Linked DNA regions of Gossypium hirsutum: region 1 is linked to region 2. A link is a contact called in public Hi-C data. All regions are on one chromosome and are shown on one strand. The core of a region is the stretch at or near the end of the contact, and the rest is flanking DNA. Distances in the headings are between cores, read along the strand shown. Region 1 has its middle 29 kb from the start of LOC121217066. Region 2 holds the start of LOC107903826 (selenoprotein F).

What was found. A called contact is a pair of places that touch in the nucleus more often than the background predicts.
Region 1: a contact with region 2 is called in a Hi-C map of leaf, with 1.8 times the contacts expected there. The contact joins the enhancer-like site here to the promoter of LOC107903826 in region 2. A contact is called at or near these places in 7 of 34 Hi-C or Micro-C datasets (callus, hypocotyl and leaf).

The regions. Positions count from the first base shown.
Region 1 is chrD05:51,831,658-51,837,264 of Gossypium_hirsutum_v2.1, forward strand. It overlaps the pseudogene LOC107903708. Among protein-coding and RNA genes, the nearest start is that of LOC121217066, 29 kb to the right of the region's middle. Within about 2 kb of position 1,409, at least 6 of the 9 cell types and tissues checked have an H3K27ac peak or open chromatin away from gene starts, as enhancers often do. A contact at or near this core is called in hypocotyl and leaf, where this site is marked.
Region 2 is chrD05:51,719,936-51,725,707 of Gossypium_hirsutum_v2.1, forward strand. It overlaps LOC107903826 (selenoprotein F), which reads right to left and starts at 3,602. Exons shown (of 4, transcript XM_016829997.2): 1 at 3,273-3,602; 2 at 1,981-2,039; 3 at 1,066-1,247; 4 at 306-641. The coding sequence starts at 3,453. The coding sequence ends at 566.

The DNA of each region.
Region 1 (5,607 bases), core at 159-2,658, 110 kb after region 2:
ACAAACAGTATATTAAATTACCTTTTCAAAGGTTTTCTTTCTTTTATAATTTAAATAATATTTAGCTATTCTTTTCAAATTCTATTAGTCTTTTATTTATTTCATAAGGTTTTTTACTTTTTGGAAATTGATGAAAATGCATAAGCAATTTAAAAAAAAAAACTAAAGCGAACAAATAACAAAATAAGCAAAATTGAAATAAAAAAGACTAAGCAAAAAAATTGAAAATTGAAACCATATCATTGATTGCTTTATCAAACTTTGGTTTTGGCTTAATATAATATTTGGTACTTGAATTTGACATTTTTTCTTAATTTAGTATCTAAACTTTTTTTTTGCTCAATTCAATACCTAAACTTGACACTTTTTCTTAATTTGATACTTAAACTTTTTTTGAGCCCAATTTGGTACCTGAACTTGACATTTTTTCCTAATTTGGTACTTGAGCTTTTTTTTAGGTTCAATTTGGTACCTAAATTTATTAAATGTTATACAAATTACGTAAAACACTAACGATGTTTTTTTTTGTTATGCTACAAAAATATTGTCAGTATTAGAGGAAATTCATGTTAAAAAATAGGAATTGAATTATGTGTAACGAATTAATATTAAATAAGAATTTTTTTAAAACCTCAAATTAAAATAAATTCATTATTTTCAATTCATAAAATATTTAATTAAATAAATAAAAATTAAAGTAATTGAACATATAAAATACAAAAAAATATCATATCATCTGTCTCATGTCAGTGATACATTGATTACTTTTGCTACTTTATAAAGAAATAACATTGTTAGTATATTGGAGTAATTTGTATAATGTTTCACAAGTACCAAATCGAAAAAGAAAAGATTAGGTATCAAATTAGAAAAAAGAGTCAAGTTGAAATACCAAGTTGGACCCTCAAAAAGTTTAAGTACCAACTTAAGAAATAGTGTCAAGTTTAGGTACCAAATTAGGAAAACAGATCAGATTCAAGTACCAAATGTTATATTAAACCTTAAAAAATATAAAAAAGTATAAAATAAACAAATGGCTATTAAAATTTAAAAAGAATAGCTAAAAATGATTTAAATTATAAAAGAAAGAAAACCTTTGAAAACGTAATTTAATAAACCTGTATATTTTCTGTCAAGATTTTAATTATATAAGTAAATTAATTAAATTAGAGAAATTATTTAAAAAATATAATTTTTAAAATGATATTAAATAAATTATTTTTTAAAATAGAACTACTGACGTGATCTGGGTAAGATCTTTAACAGATATGATTATTAATACACGATTCTTTGAAGTCAAATTAAGTATTCACTATTAGTCATAACGAAAAAATATATAAATTATCAAACCAATAAATAAATCAACTGACTTCTATCGTCTCGTCTAGTCTCATCCCCGTCTCAGTCACATCTTTTCTTTATCGTTCTCTATCCGCTTCCGTCTGCTCTGAAACTGCGTCGTTTCTGAAGCTCCAATAGTGCCAGTGCTTTTCTTCTTTCATTTTCTTTAGCCTTATGATCCAAAGGTCAGTTCAATTCTGAGTTATGTTTTTCTTTTTGATTCCACTATTGTTATTTTTTTCACTGTATTGTGCATTTTGCAGTGTATAAATTTTATGTGAAGCAACAATAAATTAGCGTTGTTTTCAAAAACATTTTTCATCGTAGATTTCTTTTTCATATATTTGGAGATGAAGGGAATAGAAATATTTGTGTTCCGTATAATTGATTTTATTATATAAATATTTCTTCTTTTTTTTTTCAGGGTCTTTAGCTTTGTAGGTCAGACTATAAAAAACTCGGAGGAAGATCGAGCAAATTTCGACTGCTCTTTTTATTTCTTTGGGTCGAAGAAGATTTGTTTTTATTTTTATTTTTGTAAAGGTATGAACCGTTAATTTGCTGTCCAGAAAAAAGAAAATTTTAAAGAACAAAAAAGTCAAGCTGGAGTCTATTTCTTTTTACCAAATTTTCTTGGCCTCCGAAAGGAAATTTGTTCATGTAATATATGGCATCATCGCTAATGTACCATATTATTTTCTCTTTCTTCTATATGCCCTTAAAAAAAAAACTCTTACTTTAAGCATATTGGAAATGGGCAGTTAAGGATTTTATTATTCCCCCATTATTATTATTTGATTTTAATCATAAGAGAAAACACTAAAAAGTTATATTTCCTGATTTATCCAATTCTTATCATAGCTATTAAAGTTTTTGTGTGATATATTACCATGGGTTTTGCCTTCATGTCTTTTAGATATCCTTGTTGATTGTTTAGATTCCTAGACTACGGGTAAGGTAAGGTAAGGTAAGGGTAGTTAGACTTTAACAAGAACATAGTTGATACTTTATCAGAATGTTTCTATTGGGTTTTCTGCTTTATTTGTTAATTTATGTTAAACAATTCCTTCCACGACTAGGATTTGGAATTGGATGAATTTAGTACATATTCATCTCCCGCGTTCATGTTATATTACTGCATTTGGTCTTGCATACGTCTTTTGCGATTAATACATGTTTTGGACTTTTGATTGCTCTATTCTCATTTCTTCGTTTTATTTGCAACTTTACCGCAGATATTCTGGGAAGTTTTATTTGATGGCTTCACCAGCTATTGACTCTGCATGGCTATCCTCACCTAGTGAGCCCTTTTGTAAATCTTTGAATGTAGGGGAAGCACATCCAGCCGATATTTTACCTGTGCTGGAAGCTCCTGTGCCTTTTGCATCTGATAACTCTAATGCTCCATAACCGCCACCTCTCCCTAGTAAAAATTGTACAAGAACTAAGTTTTCCAAGAGGCCTCTTGATGATATTGTTGTCCCAAAGGAAACAAAGGATGCATGGGACAACCTGTTTAAGGAAGGGTATGGTGCAGATGTTTGTATTCTCACCAATGAAAAATCATGTGTTCTAGCTCATTCTAATGTTTTGGTGAGTTAATTATACATATATATATATCCTTGCTATCTCTTAATTAAAACAATAAAGGTGGCTTGATTAATATCATAATGTTAAGGAAGTTTTCTTCTTCTAGTTATTAAGAGGATTTGAATTGTTGTTGCTTGCTTTTAAATTTGAGTAGAAATTCAGCCAATGGTCTTGCACTGCTATTCTTCAAAAACGGAAATTTTAAGTAATGTTCAAGCTTGAATTTGTGTCCTTATAAATGGCAGAATACTTATTTTACCATATAGCTGTGGAAAGATAGAAGCTATAAGACTGTAATATCATCAATTCTTCATACTTTGATTTCTGAGCTAAATTTTCTTTCTTCTCCTTTGTAGAGTATTGCATCACCTGTGCTGGCTAATGTTCTCAGGCTATCAAAAGTCAAGAATGGCATGAGATACATCAAAATCCCTGGAGTACCTCATGGAGCTGTCTGCATGTTTATTCGTTTTCTATATTCATCTTGGTATGTTTGAAATATTTTTCTGCATACTTTTGGCATAAAATATTTAGCGGTAGTTTGTGTATATGGTTTTAAATCATTATATGATGATAGTTTCCTGTCTGTTTCTACTATATTTTAAGTGGCAACCAAAACCAGAAAATATGTTAATTTATGTATCATTTGACAGATATGGCATGATACTAAGTACCAAATTTGTAGTCTCTTAAAGTTGCTCTGTTTATTTCCTTTCTTTTCTTTTCTTTTTATCACTGCCTTAAAACGCCTAAGAACATATATAAAGTTAGGATGCTGGGAACTAAGCTGTTCCACTGTGGCTGTGCAAAGAGTTGCACCACCACCAAGTTCATGCATAGTTATTTATGTCGAGATAATTTGTTTCGTGGTCTTTTAAAGGTGTCTGTACTGTCTGTGATTGTAATTTCTGAATAATGCATGATCAATATGAAAGTACGGTTCTTAGAATCTTCATGCAGGAGAACGGTACTAGTTAAGTTCAAACTGGACATTTCTAGAAAACCATTTCTATCTGTAAAAGGAAAAGGGAAATCAACTTGTTTTTCCATTTGCGAGGACTTCCTTTTTCCCCTGTAGACCTGTATGTTATGTACTAGTTGTGGAAACTTATAGGCACTGCTAAATTGGCATAGGTTCTTTATGTCTGTCCCTAGTTATCTCTGTTATAATTGGATTCACTTGGTTTTATTCTATACTGAAATACAGCTATGAAGAGGAGGAGCTGCAGAAGTTTGTTCTCCATCTATTAGTCTTGTCACATTTCTACTCAATTCCATCACTGAAAAGAGTTTGTATTTGCTCACTGGAGCAAGGCTGGCTTACCAGAGAAAATGTGATAGATGTTCTTCAGTTAGCAAGGAATTGTGATGCACCTAGGCTTGCCTTCATTTGTGTCCGTATGGTTGTAAAGAATTTCCAATCTATATCTTTAACTGAAGGATGGAGAGCAATGAGACGTGCCAATCCTGCTCTTGAGCAAGAACTTGTAGAGTCTGTTGTTGAAGCAGATACTGTAAGTGTTAACCTTCTTTATGTTTGGAGGAGTTTATATTTGTTTATTGATCTTCCTAAAGAATATAATACACCTTTTATTGTATTTGTTAATCAACTTGTTTTCCTTTTCTCTCTCAGGTAGGTTAGATTTTTGTTATTATTATTTTCTTTTGAGGGGATTCAACATAGTATACTCTTTTGTTTAAAATATCTCTTCCTCTGTCCAAAAGATTCTTCATTTTACGCTTTTTGTTTCTGTTACTTTTTTGGCTCAATGTGTTTCCTCTTACTATTTCTCAGTTTTACTAGAAAGCTTCTTTTGAAAGAATAAAGTGTTTAACCTTCGGTGAGCTGACTATTTGCAGTGCCTGTTGGTGTAGGTTATTACAGTTTGGAACATGATTCTATCTCATGGAAGATTTTGTTTATTAGCCCTTAGGAGAATCACTTTGTCATTATTTGTTATGCAGCCTATGTATACCCTTTCTTCCCTTCCCTCATAAATGCTGCTCTAATTATGATGCCCGAATATATTAATCGGTTTCTTATTATTATGAATGGAGTTTACTGATAGTTAACCTTATATGGTTATATGTTATACAATTATTCTGTTTTTACATCATTGGTTTTACTTATTCCTTTCTTTCCCTCAGAGAAAGCAAGAGAGGCAGAGAAAAATGGAAGAGAAAAAAGTCTACTTGCAATTGCACGAAGCAATGAGGCCCTCCTTCACATTTCCAAGGACTGCTGTAGGACGATTGGACCTCGTGGTAAGGTGTTAAAAGGGAGCCAGGGTGCTTGTAATTTTCCAGCTTGTAAAAGGCTTGAAACTTTAGTGCGTCATTTCTCAAATTGTAAGACTCGGGTCCCTGGTGGATGTGATCACTGCAAACGCATGTGGCAGCTTCTTGAACTGCATTCCCGCATGTGCAATGAGCCTGATTCATGCAAGGTTCCTCTTTGTAGGTAAGCATTAAATTTGAACAACATATGATATCAATCACTTCAGAGAAACATTGTAAAGAGGGGACAAGGCTGGCTCGGACTTGTTCTCTTGCAATGTGATTGGATTTGATGGAAAGATGTGATCCATCTTTGTAGTTGTTGTCAATGATGAAATGTAGTGCATAACTGACACTGGTGATTAATTTGTCTTCTTTTAATTGTAATTTGTATTTCAT
Region 2 (5,772 bases), core at 2,352-4,851:
TTTTTTCCCGTGCTACAATTTAAGTTAAGAAGTCAACTTTAAATATTCAAATTTAGATTTTTTTTTTCAAAGTTATTCGTTTTCTGAAAATATCTTCCCAAGAAATTCATGGGGTTTTACTTTAGTTTTTCACAAACAAATCAACTCACTGATTTTTATATCAAAGGAGATAACGACATTAATCCAAAGTAGCTAATTGTTTTCCGTGCTATTAACATGATAATTGTAATATTTAACATTCTAGACCCGGTTTAAGGATGGCCAAGAATTGTCAAACCTTTCCACCAGGCACCAACCGATCAAAGTACAGCCAATCCAATTCACTTAGAATTCTCTTAATGGGCATGATACATGAACGAGCTCTTAAATTATGTCACTTGGCTTATAGTGATACCATCTGATCAACTGTATACTCCTTTATTCATAATTATTCTCTCTTTAAAGACAGAAAATCAGTAAGCTCAAGCACATAATTTAAAACGACAAGGCTAACACGAATAAATAGTTCAATCTTGCTGAGTTCGGTTTTACTTTATCTTGCGATAACAGGAATGTGAACGACTGTCTATGAGCTTGCGGAATAGGGCTGAACTTTCTTCTGCAGGAATTGCAGCATGTGTTCACGTTTCCAATTGTCAATTCTGCAAAATAATCACAGGAGTAAGAAGCCTCATTGTTTTCACCAAAATGTGAGCAGGAATAATGCAAACGGAAAATTGATAAGACTCTTGTTTCCTAAGTCTTAAGAAAGGCTGAATTTTATATGATTCGCTTTTCTGCATGTATCCACATATATGGAGAATAACAAGGTAAAACTTGGTGCATAAACAAAGATCATATTTATTCGTTTCGTATCTTTCTAAATAGCTTGAGAGCAAGCATAGAGGGAGAAAACAAAAGGGGCTAGGTAAAGAAAAAAAAAATGGTTGGATGTTAAGGACCAAAATTTGAATGGAGAGAAATATCATGAGTTTGGCCAAAGTAATCTGTCCAAGTATTCCTCTTTATTCAGTGGATATTATATCTCAAATATGAGCAAAAGTGCATTAATAGAAGGCACCAAACCTTATGGTTTCCTTATATTGGCCCTCGTCATCCAACATGATCAACTTGGGAGGAGAATTGAAAAGATATTGAACTTTAACTGTTGGAAACTTGTCCTTCTCTTCTTCAATGAAACCAACAATTTCCGGATAGAATACTAGTTTCCTCATGCAAACTTCCAGTATCGCACCTGAATAAGTAATCTGCAATTGCAAGAATATAGGTGCAACTTTAGAAATTAGGAAAAGATTTAAAGGAAAAAAAACACAGCATGCAATACCAAATTTAAGAAACTTCTATTCCCATTTAAAATGATAAAGGTGGTTGAGAACAACAAATATCTAGAATTTAGAAGCTTTTTGTTCTGCAATCCCATCATTTATGGTTCGCTTCCACCTTTCCCCTTTCTTTTAGGGTATAAATATCATTCCCTTTCCCCAAACAGAGCAGCAAAGAAAAATGAAATGAGCAGACTAAAGAAATGCAGGACTAACTGCAAGTCAGAAATGATCTTAGAATAGAGTTGTTCGTAAAAGGCATTTTCAAAAGAAGATAAGACATGATATATGTTTCTTACAAGCAAAGTCCACGAAGAAACTTAATACCCTTAATATTTAATACAATTAAAGAGTGTCATTGTATCTGATGTACCTGCAGTACTATTATATATGCTAGAGATTCGATAAAAATGTAAAAATCCATGAACTCTTTTGCTAAAACGCAACATCCTCCTTTTCACAAGTCTCAATATAATCTGGGAATTAAATGACGCACCAATATAGAGCAGGAAAATATTTTTTTTAAAGAAAAACAGAGAGGATAAAGTGTAAGAGAGATTTAGAAAAATTACATGAGTGGTTAAAAATCTACTAAAGCATAAAATTTTGAACCCCTCTCCCATGCCAAAGAAACCCATATCCAAAGCATGTTTCATACCTTACTTGTAGAATCATCTGAGTCTTCTGTGCAACATTTCAAGCAGTCAGATATCAACTCTGCCATCAAAACACATAGACATAGTTACAGTCAGATTGATGCATGTAATGCACATATCAGTTATTTGGTCTTTATTGTTGAGTCTAATATTAAAGATAAACACACCAGAGCAGCTGTGTTGTTTAAATCTCCAGTGTCACTCATTTTTTGTTAATCAAATGCATTACACTTGGCACACAATGATGGTTCAGCATACTTGAAATAGCATCATCAAGCAGAAGAATCACAAGGCAGTTTCATTTTGTACTGAAGGCACAAAATAGTTCTATTTCTACATAATCAGTACAGTTAAAATGTTCCCAACTGCACAGGAAGATGACAATCAAATAGGTAACCATTCAGCTTTTTGGTGCTAGATACAGCTCACAGCAGCTAACTGGAGCTTAAGTTAAAATCCAAATGGAGCCTAAGGAATTTAAGGAGGCAGGGAAATTAAACACGAATGGAGCCTAAGGAATTTGATTACGCAAAAGGAAGACAGGGCAATTTGAATAACAATAAAACTCTAATACTTAAAAATTAACTAGGATTTTCCTTATAAAAGAAAAAACAATGCTTCCTAATGGACATTGCAGATGTGGTATTGAAATGATAATCACTTTAGAAATTTTGAAATTTTCAATAGAATGGAGCCATAGCTTGAGAAATTTGAGAAAGCAACTGGCCCCTTTTTTTTAATAATCTCTTTATAGGTTCGGATCATATCAAATCTTTTTAACACAATGCCTAAAACTACCCAGTGCTCTCTCAACCCATAAATAGCATAAATTAGGGGATAATGTGCTCCAATGCATTCGAACCCACGTATTACTGTATTTGCAACAATGTGCCAATCAAGCTAAGATGGAACTGACCTTAAATCAGAAATTCTAAGTCATTTAACCACTTAAACTGTTGCTGCCAACTACAAAGATGCTTATATAGAAAATTATCATGATTATTTGAAGTTTGACCATATTACAAAGAGATGCATTAGTGGCAACTGGAAAACGCATCAAAATCGATAAATAACCCCCCAATTAAAGATTAGACAAAGCCCTCTGATACCCTAACATCAAAACCCAGAAATTAAAAAAAAAAGAAAGTAAACCCAGTCTGACAAAACCAAAATTAATCCAAAGAATTCACCTTAAATTTCCAAAATTTAATCAAGCAAACCGCTATAGCAGCATAAAAAGGAAATTTCAAGTTTGTTTTCCAATTATTTTTTGAAGAGGGTATTGATTCAGTACCTTTGTCCTTGACATACTCAGAAAAAGTGTTGCAATCAGAACAAAGGGCTAAACCCGTGAAACCCAGATCCTCACATTGCTTTGAACTTAGCTGTTCTTTCGATGATGATACAATAACGAAGGAAGCAGATGGAATTAAAATAAATATTAACACCCAATAATATAATGTGAACCTCAACATCTCTATCTCACTTTCACAGCTTCTTTCATTTAACAAGTCTTCCTCTTCGAAGTTGAAAGTCGCTTCCTTCGCTTCCAAACAGGAAAGAGTACTGCTGAGTTCTAACCTCTTAAAAAGGGAATCCGGAACGCGAGTGTTGATAGCGAAATAGAAACGATGTCGTTTGCTACTTTAACAATGTAAATACAACTAATGGACTTACTTAACGATGTCGTTTGGGTCAGACAAGTTTCTTACCCAATCAATTTTTTACGAGATGAACTTCAAAAGTGATTATCCAGCTATTAGTTCATTTAGGTTAAATATTTTTATTTTAATAGTTAATATTATCAAAATTTAATATTTTCGGTCACTCTTTCTTTAAATCACTAATGATGACCTTTTTTATATTTACATAATAATAAATTTAACCTTCCAATATTTACAGATTCTATTAATTCAGTCCTAAATCTTAAAAAATTAATAAATTTAGCTCTCAACTTTACACATTTGATCAAATTAGCCTTGATTCTTAAATACTAAAAGAATTAAATACAAAAAAATTATTTAAAAGTTTATTATTCGATAAAAATACATAAGATTTATATAAATACATACAAAATTATAAATAATTATAAATAAATGAATATTTTTTCTCATTTTCTAACATGAAATTTATTTATTAAATAATAATTTTATAAATAAAATAATTTAAGGGGAAAAATTCATGAAGAAGGTTTACGCAAATTCAACTTTTCTCTTTTTTCAACATTAACGACTCTCATGTTCAGGTTAGGTAAAAAATATAACTTAAGGTCGAAAAAGATGAGTGTAACACCCCTCGCCTAACCCGATTGTTAGGTTCGACTTACAGGATGCAACATTCGTTGTCGGAGTAACTACAATCATTTTGCAGTAAAAATTTTCATACGCATATGCACTTCAATGTCAATCATACTTATTTCGTATAAAACAACCAAATTTAGTTTTAATCAAACTTATAAAAGCTCTTTTGTCAACCCGAGCTCAAAATAGGACCAAATTGCAAAGTTTTAAAACTTCAAGGCTGACATCGTGACATTATCACTTCCATGTTGTGGCGTCCCCAAACAGTTTGTCACGTCACAGAGTCAGGTCATTCAACGTCGCAACGCCACTTACTATCAATTGACGTTCCAACGAAGAAGAATGGTCGTCGAGACGATGACTCTGTTTTTGGTATAAATAAACCATTTGGTACCGATTTCAATACTTCCAACCATACTTAACATTTTATGCAGCAAATATCAAACCCAATTGGTACAAAACATACCCAAAACCATACCATTCAAGTTTAAACATTCAATTCAACTTTTTTTACAAGATATTCAATTCACTTTCACCAATTAAGCTTAAACAATTTCATTACCATTTGAGCATACTAACCAAATTCATTCAATTGCTTAACATTACCTATATCAAATTTATCAAAACATACCATTTTACTCCCATTACATACACAATTCATTATAGGCATGTTTAAGACATAAATCATGAACCAAATGGACCATTCACTAGTTTATATCTCAAGCATAACAACAAGGTATACCATTTCCACATCAAGCATTTCTAAATTCACATACCAACTAATAAGTTCATGTTCTAACTTACCAAAGCATCCAATTTTGTTAAATTAAGTATTAACCACTTCATTTGTCGTGCACATGATTCAGAACATCATAAACCAAATCTATTTCCACATTCAATTCATCAAGAGTTTTATACCATAAGGTATGTACCAAGAAACCTATATAAATGCCACAAACTTAAGTTCAAAATGATTAAACATCTACCAATTCGGTGACTGGATAGTTGCTAGAGTATACCCAAAGACCAATCATGAAATAGTTGTAATTACATACTTATTTTACCTGTTTGTTACTATAAGGCAATGTCATTGTTATTTCAGTTTTTTTTGTGTATATAAATAAATTGATTAATAATAAAGTCCTAAGAATAATATGATTCTTAAAAGGTCCTTAGTCAAGTATTATTATGGGCTTGGACAATAATAATGCATTGAGACTAATATGTAGTTGATTGATGACAAAGTGTTATCATTGACATAGGGATGTCAAAATCAATACATGATTATGTGTTAGAGAACAACATACTGGACTAACCCACCATGAGTATGTTTCTTGGATTATTATGTAATAGTTACAAACATTACTCATAGTGATAACTATGTATATGATCCTCAGGCTTGAGATCATTATTGTCCCAACATTGTGAGTTGTATATTTTGATATAGTCAAATGTCTACCATAACAGGTTGTATTATAAAGATTGATGTTGGAT